2 separate regions of the Mus musculus genome follow, and region 1 is linked to region 2. The links are chromatin contacts, called in public HiChIP or PLAC-seq maps. All regions are on one chromosome and are shown on one strand. Each heading gives the region's core, a stretch centred on a gene start, on an enhancer-like site or on the middle of the called end of the contact. The rest is flanking DNA. Distances are from core to core; before and after follow the strand shown.

Region 1 (4,820 bases), core at 1,700-4,199, 280 kb before region 2:
CCCATATCTTCGAGGCTCTTCCCCACTTCCTCCTTTATAAGTTTCAGTGTCTCTGGTTTTATGTGGAGTTCCTTGATCCACTTAGACTTGAGCTTTGTGCAAGGAGATAAGAATAGATCAATTCATATGGTTTTACATGATAGCTGCCAGTTGCGACAGCACCATTTGTTGAAAATGCTGTCTTTTTTTCCCCACTGGATGGTTTGAAGGAAGACTTCGTTCCTTCTTAGAAGTGGGAACAAAATACCTATGGAAGGAGTTACAGAGACAAAGTTTGGAGCTGAGACTGAAGGAAGGACCATCCAGAGACTGCCCCACCTGGGGATCCATCCCATAAACAACCACCAAATCCAGACACTATTGCATATACCAACAAGATTTTGCTGACAGGAGACCCTGATATAGTTGTCTCCTGTGAAGCTATGCCAGTGCCTGGCAAGTACAGAAGTGGATGCTCACAGTCATCTATTGGATGGAATACAGGGTCCCCAATGAAGGAGCTAGAGAAAACTCCAAGGAGCTGAAGGGGTCTGCAACCCTATAGGAGGAACAACAATATGAACTCACCAGTACCCCCAGAGCTCGTGTCTCTAGCTGCATATGTAGCAGAATATGGCCTAGTTGGCCATCATTGGGAGGAGAGGCCATTGGTCTTGCAAAGATTTTATGTCCCAGTGCAGGGCAATGCCAGGGCCAGGAAGCAGGAGTGGGTGGGTAGGGGAGCAGGGCAGGGGGAGTGTATAGGGGACTTTCAGGATAGCATTTGAAATGTAAATGAAGAAAATATCTAATAAAAAATTGTTTAAAAAATACTGGCTAGCATGACACCATAGGTCACAGATGAATTAGACAGAGGTCTGTGCCTAGTTTCTGGCATGTCATCAATTAAATTTTATATCAGACTTTCTCCTCCTCCCTAGAGCTCCCTGGGACTAAACCACCAATCAAAGAAAGCACACAGAGGTACTCGTGGCTCTAGCTGCATATGTAGCAGAGGATGGCCTAGTTGGCCATCAATGGGAGGAGAGGCCCTAGGTCCTGTGAAGGTTCTATGCCCCAGTATAGGGGAAGGCCAGGGCCAAGAAGTGGGAGTGGGTGAGTTGGGGAGCATGGGGAGGTGGGAGGGTATAGGGGATTTTCAGAGGGGAAATAGGAAAGGGGATAACATTTGAAATGTAAATGAAGGGAACATCTAAATTAAAAAAAAAAAGGTAAAAACTCACAGCTGGGCTTGAAGCCTGGTTTGCCACTGAGATCTACTAAGTAGAGGGGTCTGAGCTCTGGTAAAAGATCCTAAAAGTTCCTCAGAAAAGTGTCTGTCTTCACAGACTTTGGAGACTCAGAGTCTCCAAAGATCAGTGGTTTGAGTCTAACTTTCCAGCCCATGCATACAACTGTCACAGACCCAGACACATTCCAAAAAGACTACAGAAAAGTAAGTCCACTCCCAGGCCTCTTGCTGGCTTCAACTCTCTGAGAACCCAAAGCCTGATGCATGTGTTAGGAGGCCAGGATCTCACTTTCTGGGCAGGCTGGGGTCACATATAGATTCCTAAATTGAGGATTGCCACATTTTATAAAGTAAAGGCATCCTGTACAACCAAGTGTCAGATCAAATGTCAGTAAGGTCATTGCTGTGAGTCCTTGGTTTAGGCAAAGGAGGCAGAGTTGGCCAGACCCTTAAACTTGGCCATCATTTACCCACAAGTTCATCTTGCCCTCCAAGATAACTGTGAGATGACAAACAGGGTTTTCGTCCTCATTTGAAAAAAAAAAAAAAAAAGCAACTCTTCTTTTTAGCATATCTGGGAAAACGTACATGTGCTGTATGTGTTTATACTAGATTCTACATACAGCAATAATTTCTGCCTTTCCTTCAAAAGAATAGCATTTTGTTATCTGTGAATGGTTTCGTAACTTGAACTTAAAAGACTGCTCCCTTCAACACACACACACACACACACACACAAACACACCACATAGACACAAAAGCACAGACTGCCCACACTTGTGTATACATTATGTACATACACTACACTCACATAAAAATGAGAGAAACACACACATACACACACACACACACACACACACAGAGAGAGAGAGAGAGAGAGAGAAACAGACAGAGACAAAGAGACAGACAGAGACAGAGAGACAGACAGAGACAGAGAGATATTTACTAGGAATGCTATTCATGAGTGACAAACAACTAATTTTACTCATGTATTTTGATTTTTTTTCAAATAAGTGCATTTTTCTGTGTCTAATTATTTTGGCCCAGAGAATAGTGGAGATGTGGAACACCTAGTTGTCTTTGTTTCTTTTCTCTCTCTCTCTCTCTCTCTCTCTCTCTCTCTCTCTCTCTCTCTCTCTCTCCCTTCCTTCCTTCCTTCCTTCCTTCCTTCCTTCCTTCCTTCCTTCCTTCCTTCCTTCCTTCCCTCCCTCCCTCCCTCCCTCCTTCCCTCCTTCCTTTCTTTCTTTCTTTCTTTCTTTCTTTCTTTCTTTCTTTCTTTCTTTCTTTCTTTCTATTTGTTTAACTGTACTTGCTAGACAAACACTCAGATTTCTGTTGTGCTTTGTCCCATTTATGCCCATTAAGTGCTGGTGCACTTCTGGTGTTGATAAGGCTGTCATTCAGTCTTGAAAAAGGCAGAGTGAACAGGATGCTGAGACCACATTTTAGTCCTTCATAGAAAATTACTCAGAGACTCCAGCCTGGGTTTGATCCTCTTCCTGTTCTTCCAGAGTTTGTTGTTAGAAAAGTTATCCAGGACCAGAAAAGTCAGCTGCCCTATTGCCACTTGGGATGGCCAGGAGGCAAAAGATGTGTTGTTTTGCTGGGTTCAGGTCACCAGGCTCTGACCTCTGAATTTCCTAACCTAGAAGGCCCAGACTACACCCACCTCTCTGCTCTACCAGTATTTGAGGCCCTGGGTGCAGCTAGTGCCTTCAGATATATGCTCTTCTCATCATCTCCAGGTGAACCTAGGGTCCTGTATATGCTCTGCTGCGGGCTGGCTTTGGCACTGGGTACTGGCAGGAAGGTGTGTGTGGTTCAGGGCAAGAGCCCTGCAATCCTGGTTATGATTTCTTATCTGAGCCATGAGAGAGTCCCAATGACTCCTCTAGGGTGTCAGTTTCCGTTGTTGGTGCTGCCCTTGTGTTCCCAGCCAGGTGGTGGCTCTGCCACCTGCTCTGATGCCAGGGACATGAGTAAAGCACAGATTGTGGAGGTAGCTTGTGCACTAAGGGGTCTGTCAGCTGACCCTGGGGACACGTGTGACTCTGCTTGCTCAGAAGTTGAGATACTGAACTCCTGTCAAATGAGACAAGCTTTGGAATCTCAAAGGGCTGGAGTCAGAAAGGCTTGGAAGTCAGTGCCAAGGGTATTGGATCTGTTTTTCTGGAGGCTCTCTAGAATGTGTTGTGGTCTTTGTGACTTGCAAAACTGGAAATTTTGCAAACCACAGCTACTTGGAGACCCTCAATGTGAGAAGATAAGAAACTGGTGTGGAGCTCTCCTGATCATTTGGTGTGCTTTCTATTAAATGCATGTCAGGTGAAATGTTAAAGGATCTGGAGTCTACCAGGATAGCCTTATAGGTTTTGCCAAAAGTTTTGATCCTGTTTTCTGTTCCAGATGAAACTGTCCGGTGAGTTACATTTTTCTCACTTTCTCCTTGTTTGTTGATGGACACAGAGCTTTGTTGTGCTGATCAAGTGATCTGCCCCTGAAAAACAGGTCTTCAACTCCCTTTTCTCTTAAAATTGTTTTGAGAATTAAAAGTATGTAAAATTAGCATTTCCATGGTATTGAGGTGACTGGAAATTTTAGGGAGTCCTACCTAGAGTACCATCTGGTTCTAGGAAAACTGGGGTTCTTTTTTAAGGGTTCCCAGATGCTTTAAAAATTTTTTCACCAAGAAAAGACACAAATGGAAACTTGACCGGTTTTATTAGAGTTTAAAAGAAAAACCACAGAACAGCTCTTGGGAGTTTTGAGGTAGAGTGGAGGAAGAGAAAAATCCTGCTGATTGAGTTAGGAAGGGAGGTTCAGCAAGCAGCCAAATGCAAAAAGGGAAGCAGTATAGAAGCAAGGAAGGCTTACTCAAGGTGTGGAGAGAAACAGAAAGAAAGAGACAAAAATGAGAAAAGGGAACAGCTGGGCTTTTCTGTGTTTTGACACAAAAGGATGGACATAGCAACCAGAGCCTCACAGCAGCTTGGAAGTGACAGTACCAGATGTGGGTTTTCTGGAAAGTATAAGTTCATTATCTCCTTAGATGGACAATTATCTCCCATGCATTTAGCTGGACATTTGCTGAATCCCCTCCAGAGGGATGGTCTCTTAGCCACGTGATTAACTCTTTGTTTTTTGAGTAGCTTGGAATGTTAGATATCCCCAGGCCAGAGGTAGAGTCCATTCTCTTGACCAGAAGGAAATAACTTTTTTGAATTGGCCTCAACAGAGAGCTTTGATCAAGGCTACTGTAACAATCTTCTCTCTAAAGAGGTGACACCCAATCATTTAGGAGAGCTTCCAGAGACTCTCCTGTTTCACCTCCCTGGCACATGATTAGGATAGCAACTATGTGCTACCTTGTCAATCGTTACACATGCATGGCAGTCCCTCTATCCATTGAGCTATTTTCCAAGCCCAGTAGATTTTTTTTTGTTTGTTGGTTTTTGATTCCACCTCCTTGGCTCATGACTGGGATCACTAATATATACCTCCTTCTTGAGCTTTACAGTTTCTGAGGGTCCAAACTAAGATCGTCACAATTGCATGGCATGCACTTTACCAACTAAGTCATTTCCCCTGC
Region 2 (4,625 bases), core at 1,486-3,985:
CATTCAGACCCAACACATTCTCTCCTGTCTGCCTCTGTCTGTACCCCATTCTCACCGACTCTATGCCCATCTGTCCAAGACACTGATTCCCATGGATTGAGGGGGGCTGACTGAGCCCGGTCCATGACACTCTTTGTCTTCTCTCCTCTCTCCTCTCTCTTTGTCCTCTCCTCCCTCCCTCTTACTCTCTTTCTCTCTAACCTTCCCCCTCTCTCTTCTACCTTCTCTCTTTCTCCCTGCCTTTCTATAATAAAGCTCTAAAACCATAGAATGTCTCTGCTCATCAAGACCCACTGAGCTTGGAGGATGAGATAGGCTTTCTCCTAATGAGCCGTTTCTAATCTCTTGATGGAAGGCCTTCCTGTGCTCCAGTCAAGATCCGCTGCACTCACTCTTGCTGGTGTTGGGAACCTTACTTCCCTCATTCCTCTTTCCCATAACCCCAGTGGCTTTAGCTAGGGCTCCCAGTAGGGCTGCCCTTTTGCCACCCCGAAGAGTGGGTCAGAGGCTTAAATGCTCACCCGGGGATGAGTGGTAAGTGTATAGCAGCCCTTCCATGCCTGACTGATGAGAGAATAGGTAAAACTCTGACGGGGTCCTTCCCCCTCTTCCCCAGGGCCCCCTATTTTAGTTCCCAGCACATACTTATCAAAATAAATTAGACCTTGTGGCTACAGATGGCCTGCTTGTCTGTGCATAGTAGCTGTTGTGATGTTACTGGTCAAGAACACAGATAAATTGACTCTAGGACAGAATTTGGTAATTCTGTGAGAATTCTAGAGAGCATGGTTCACTAGCCCCCTGACTGATGACTGACTAACGCTCACATGACTCATTACCAGACTCTATTGCTTAACTCTGAAAGAGTCACTTCTCCCTGACCCTCGCATGTCTAAATTCAGTTACCATGCTCACAGAACGAGACATAGAGTCTCCTGTACATGACTGTCAGCAAATTCTTGCTGAGGCACATAGGTGACATGAAGATCTACAGACAAGCCACTAGAGGGCACAGATGTTACCTGGTTAACAGATGTGAACAGCTATCTAGAAAAAGAAATGAGACATGCTGGAGCAGTTGTGGTAGACAGACACCAAGTTATCTGGACAAAGGTCCTGCTAGAGGACACATTAGCCCAAAAGGCAAAACTGATCGTCCACACTAAGGTCCTGGAAATAAGAAAAGAAAAAAGACTCAATGTCTACATGGATAGCAAGTATGCTTTGGCCACAGCCCATGTCCATAGGGCCATATATCAACAGAGGGGTCTACTGAGAACTGGAGGAAAAGAAATTAAGAACAATGAGAAAATACCAGCTCTCCTGAGGGACCTCCATGACCCTGCCAAGGTAAACATCATCCACTGTCCTAGTCACCATTAGACAGATACCATGAAAGCAAGGGACGACAACATGGCAGACCAAGAATTGTTGCAGCCATGACCCTGCTGGTGCTCCTGGCAACAGAGCCCAAGTTTGCCTATACAGCAGAGGATTTAACCCTCATTTCCAAAGATTATAGTTACCAGTTCAACAAAAATAAGAGACTGTGGTATACCTCCAGGGGAAAGAAAATTCTGCCATAAAGACAAGCAGAGTCTATGCTCAAAAAGATGCACTTAGGGATAAGCAAGCTCATCCAGACATTCTCCAAGACTAAGTACCATGTATGAGGTTTAAAACACCTTGTGGAGCAGGTGTTGCACAAGTGTGTGCCCTGCTAAAATGTCAATGTCTGCCACATTACAGTGGATCCAGGGAAAAGGTACCGGGGAGACAAACCTGGCATCTATGGCAAGTAGACTTTACCAACGAAAATATGGGTATAAATACCTTCTTGCCTTTGTGAATATGATCTCGAGATGCATAGAAGCTTTTCACTGTAAAAATGAGACTGCTCAGATAGTCGTCAAGAAAATTATTGAAAAAAATTTCCAAGTTTCAGAATGCCAAAAGCAATAGGGTCAGATAATGGCCTTGCCTTTGTTGCCCAAGTAAGTCAGGGGGTGGTCAAGTATTACAGGTCAAATGGGAATTACATTGTATGTACAGACCTCAGAATTCAGGTCAGGTAGAAAGGATGAATAGAACCCTAAAAGAGACCTTGACAAATTAACCATGGAGACTGGCACAGACTGGGTGGTGTTCCTCCCCCCTGCCCTATTTAGAACCAGAAATATTTCCTCTCAATTCAGTCTTACTCCTTTTGAGATCCTTTATGAAGCTCCCACACCCCTCACTGTCTTGATTGAACCCACATGTTGTTATAATAATGATCTGTATGCTAAGTTAAAAGGCTTACATGTAGTAAAGAAGAAAGTCTGGTCACAACTGGCTACAGCGAATGAGCCTGGTACCTCAAAAACATCTCACCAGTTCCAGCTCAGGGATCCAATCTATGTGCACCTGCATCATGCCCAGACCCTTGAGCATTGCTGGAAGGATCCCTGCCTAGTGCAGTTTACTACCCCATCTTATCCTGTTTCTGTTCTTAATCTTTGGCCCATGCATCCTTAATTTATTAAATACAATACAAGTTTTGATGCTTAGACAGCAATATCAGCAGCTCCAACAAAGTGAACAAAGTGATACATCATTTCAGGATTAAAATGTAATAGAGGAAAATGGGGGAATGTAGAATCCAAAATAAATTCAAGACCACCTAGCTCCTTCCCCTTCTGAAGGGACTTTCAGAAATGTAGAGGTCAAAGTGACTAAGTCTGCAGCTGCCATAACAAAATAGCAGTTCCCAGAAAAATTCCCCTACTCTGCCCCTTACTGAGTTCTGAGAAAAACCACAAACCACCCTGATCTTGCTAGAAATCCCTCTGATGTTAATAGCTGTGATGTTAATAGCTGACCCATAAGTTCAAAATGTGCTGCTGCTTTGCTGATAACCCACCATAAGGGCAGCCAGAATGAGTCACTAGGCCAAAGGTAGTCACTATGCAAACCAACCAATGCCTGAAAGGGTTACTTGCTATACCAATGAGAATAATCCAGCTAGCCCTGTTGCCTAATTCTGCCCCTTACAAGGTATAAAAAGTGTATTTTTTCTTTGTTCAGGGTTTCTCCACTTGCCTGCATGCTAAGGGGGTTCCCCAAAGCATTGGATCAATAAAAATCTTCTTGCGGATTGAAGCAATGGCGTTCTCTGTGGTCTTTGTGAGTGAAAGTATTTTGATGGACTCCAACAGTGTGTTCCTTTTGGTTCTTGTGACTGACTTGTTTTGATCAAAGGTTTGTGAGTTCAATACATTATGCTTATTTTTGCTTTCAAAATGTTTACTATTGTATTTTATCATGTCTTTTTCCTGCCATGTCTACAATGCCTTAATAAAATAAATAATACTTTAAAAGTTGCCACTTAGCATTCCATGTTATCTTATGTGATAAATATGTTAATTCACTTGGAAAAATTATCAATTGAAAGATATGCATAAAAGATCCTGAATAAAATTTTGTATACTATATAAAGACATAAAGCAATATAACAAAATTGAACCATAAAATCTGTAGTTACTTTGTAAGATTAATAGTTTTTGAATGGTGTTTAGTTACTTGTGATATTATGTACAAGTAAGTTCAAGTGCCTACAGAGAGCTCCCCCTATTGGTAGTTGTTAGCTGCCTGATGTTGGTGCTGGGAACCAAATTTATGTCCTCTACAGGAACACTATGTGATTTTAACCACTGAACTCTTGTCTCTGGGCACGGGCCATGCCAGACGCATATTGACTATCACTGTAGATGTTAGCAATCTTTCCTTTGCCAATATTTGGAATAGGGTCAAAGCAATTAGTTCAACTTTTTGAGCCAAGGTCCCACGTGACAGGGCTGAGATCTATGTTATAGTGTAAAAAGCTACCACAACTGTGCCTGCATACCTGATTTTGCCTGTCTCAGTTATGGTTTCCTTTGCTGTGAAGGGACAGGAGGACCAAATAAGCTCTTATAAAATTTAACATTTTGGGAGCTCACATACAGGTTCAGAAGTTCAGTCCATTGTCATCATGGCTGGAACGTTGTGGAATCTAGGTAGATGTTGGCCTGGAGGAGCTGAAAGTTCTCCATGTAGATCCAAAGGTAGACAAGAGAAAACTGGCTTCCAGGCAGCTAAGAAGAAGGTCTGTCAAAGCCCATCCTCATGGAGACATAATTCCTACAACAAGGCCACTCCTCCAAATAGTGCTACTTCCTGGACTTGTAGGGGAGGAGCTGATACTAAAATCTGATTCCTTAATTGGTGAATGATTATATCAATAAAAATGGCAGAAGCCAATTGCTGGGTGAAGGGAAAGGTGGGATGTCCAGGCCCCAGGAGGAGGAGAAGGGACACAGGGAAAGAGGCTAGGCTTTGGAAGGAGGGACATGAACATATAGAGTCTCAGGCCACTCAGGCAGGCTCTGATGAGGGTCGGGGCTGTAGAGGTTTTCAGGAGCCAGCTATTTGCTGATATGTTTAGTGTTGGAGATTTTTTTTTCCCATCAATGTGCTATCTGGCTAGTTTTAAAACATAAAACTGTTTAATGTCCATCCATGGAGTTAACTTAGGGAAGAGAAGAAAGAGATCAGCTGTGGAGATAGTTTGTAGCTTGGTGATCCTAGCTGAGAGGGGCAAGTAG

Evidence for each region. HiChIP or PLAC-seq counts read pairs in DNA pulled down with a chosen protein or histone mark.
Region 1: an H3K4me3 HiChIP or PLAC-seq map of the 230-238 cell line shows a contact between it and region 2, with 11 read pairs. The contact joins the promoter of Serpinb6e here to the enhancer-like site in region 2. A contact is called at or near these places in 4 of 39 promoter capture datasets (embryonic stem cells and stem cell-derived epiblast-like cells) and 4 of 115 datasets of contacts at active chromatin or transcription factors (the 230-238 cell line, bone marrow-derived dendritic cells and embryonic stem cells).

What each region holds. Positions count from the first base shown.
Region 1 is chr13:33,841,537-33,846,356 of GRCm38.p6, reverse strand. Serpinb6e (serine (or cysteine) peptidase inhibitor, clade B, member 6e) reads left to right here and starts at 2,949. Exons shown (of 8, transcript NM_001045535.2): 1 at 2,949-2,976; 2 at 3,638-3,650.
Region 2 is chr13:33,558,126-33,562,750 of GRCm38.p6, reverse strand. Gm6093 (predicted gene 6093) reads left to right here. Exons shown (of 3, transcript NR_131141.1): 3 at 1-265. Among named protein-coding and RNA genes, the nearest start is that of Gm6093, 8.9 kb to the left of the region's middle. Within about 2 kb of position 2,735, at least 35 of the 459 cell types and tissues checked have an H3K27ac peak or open chromatin away from gene starts, as enhancers often do. A contact at or near this core is called in the 230-238 cell line, where this site is marked.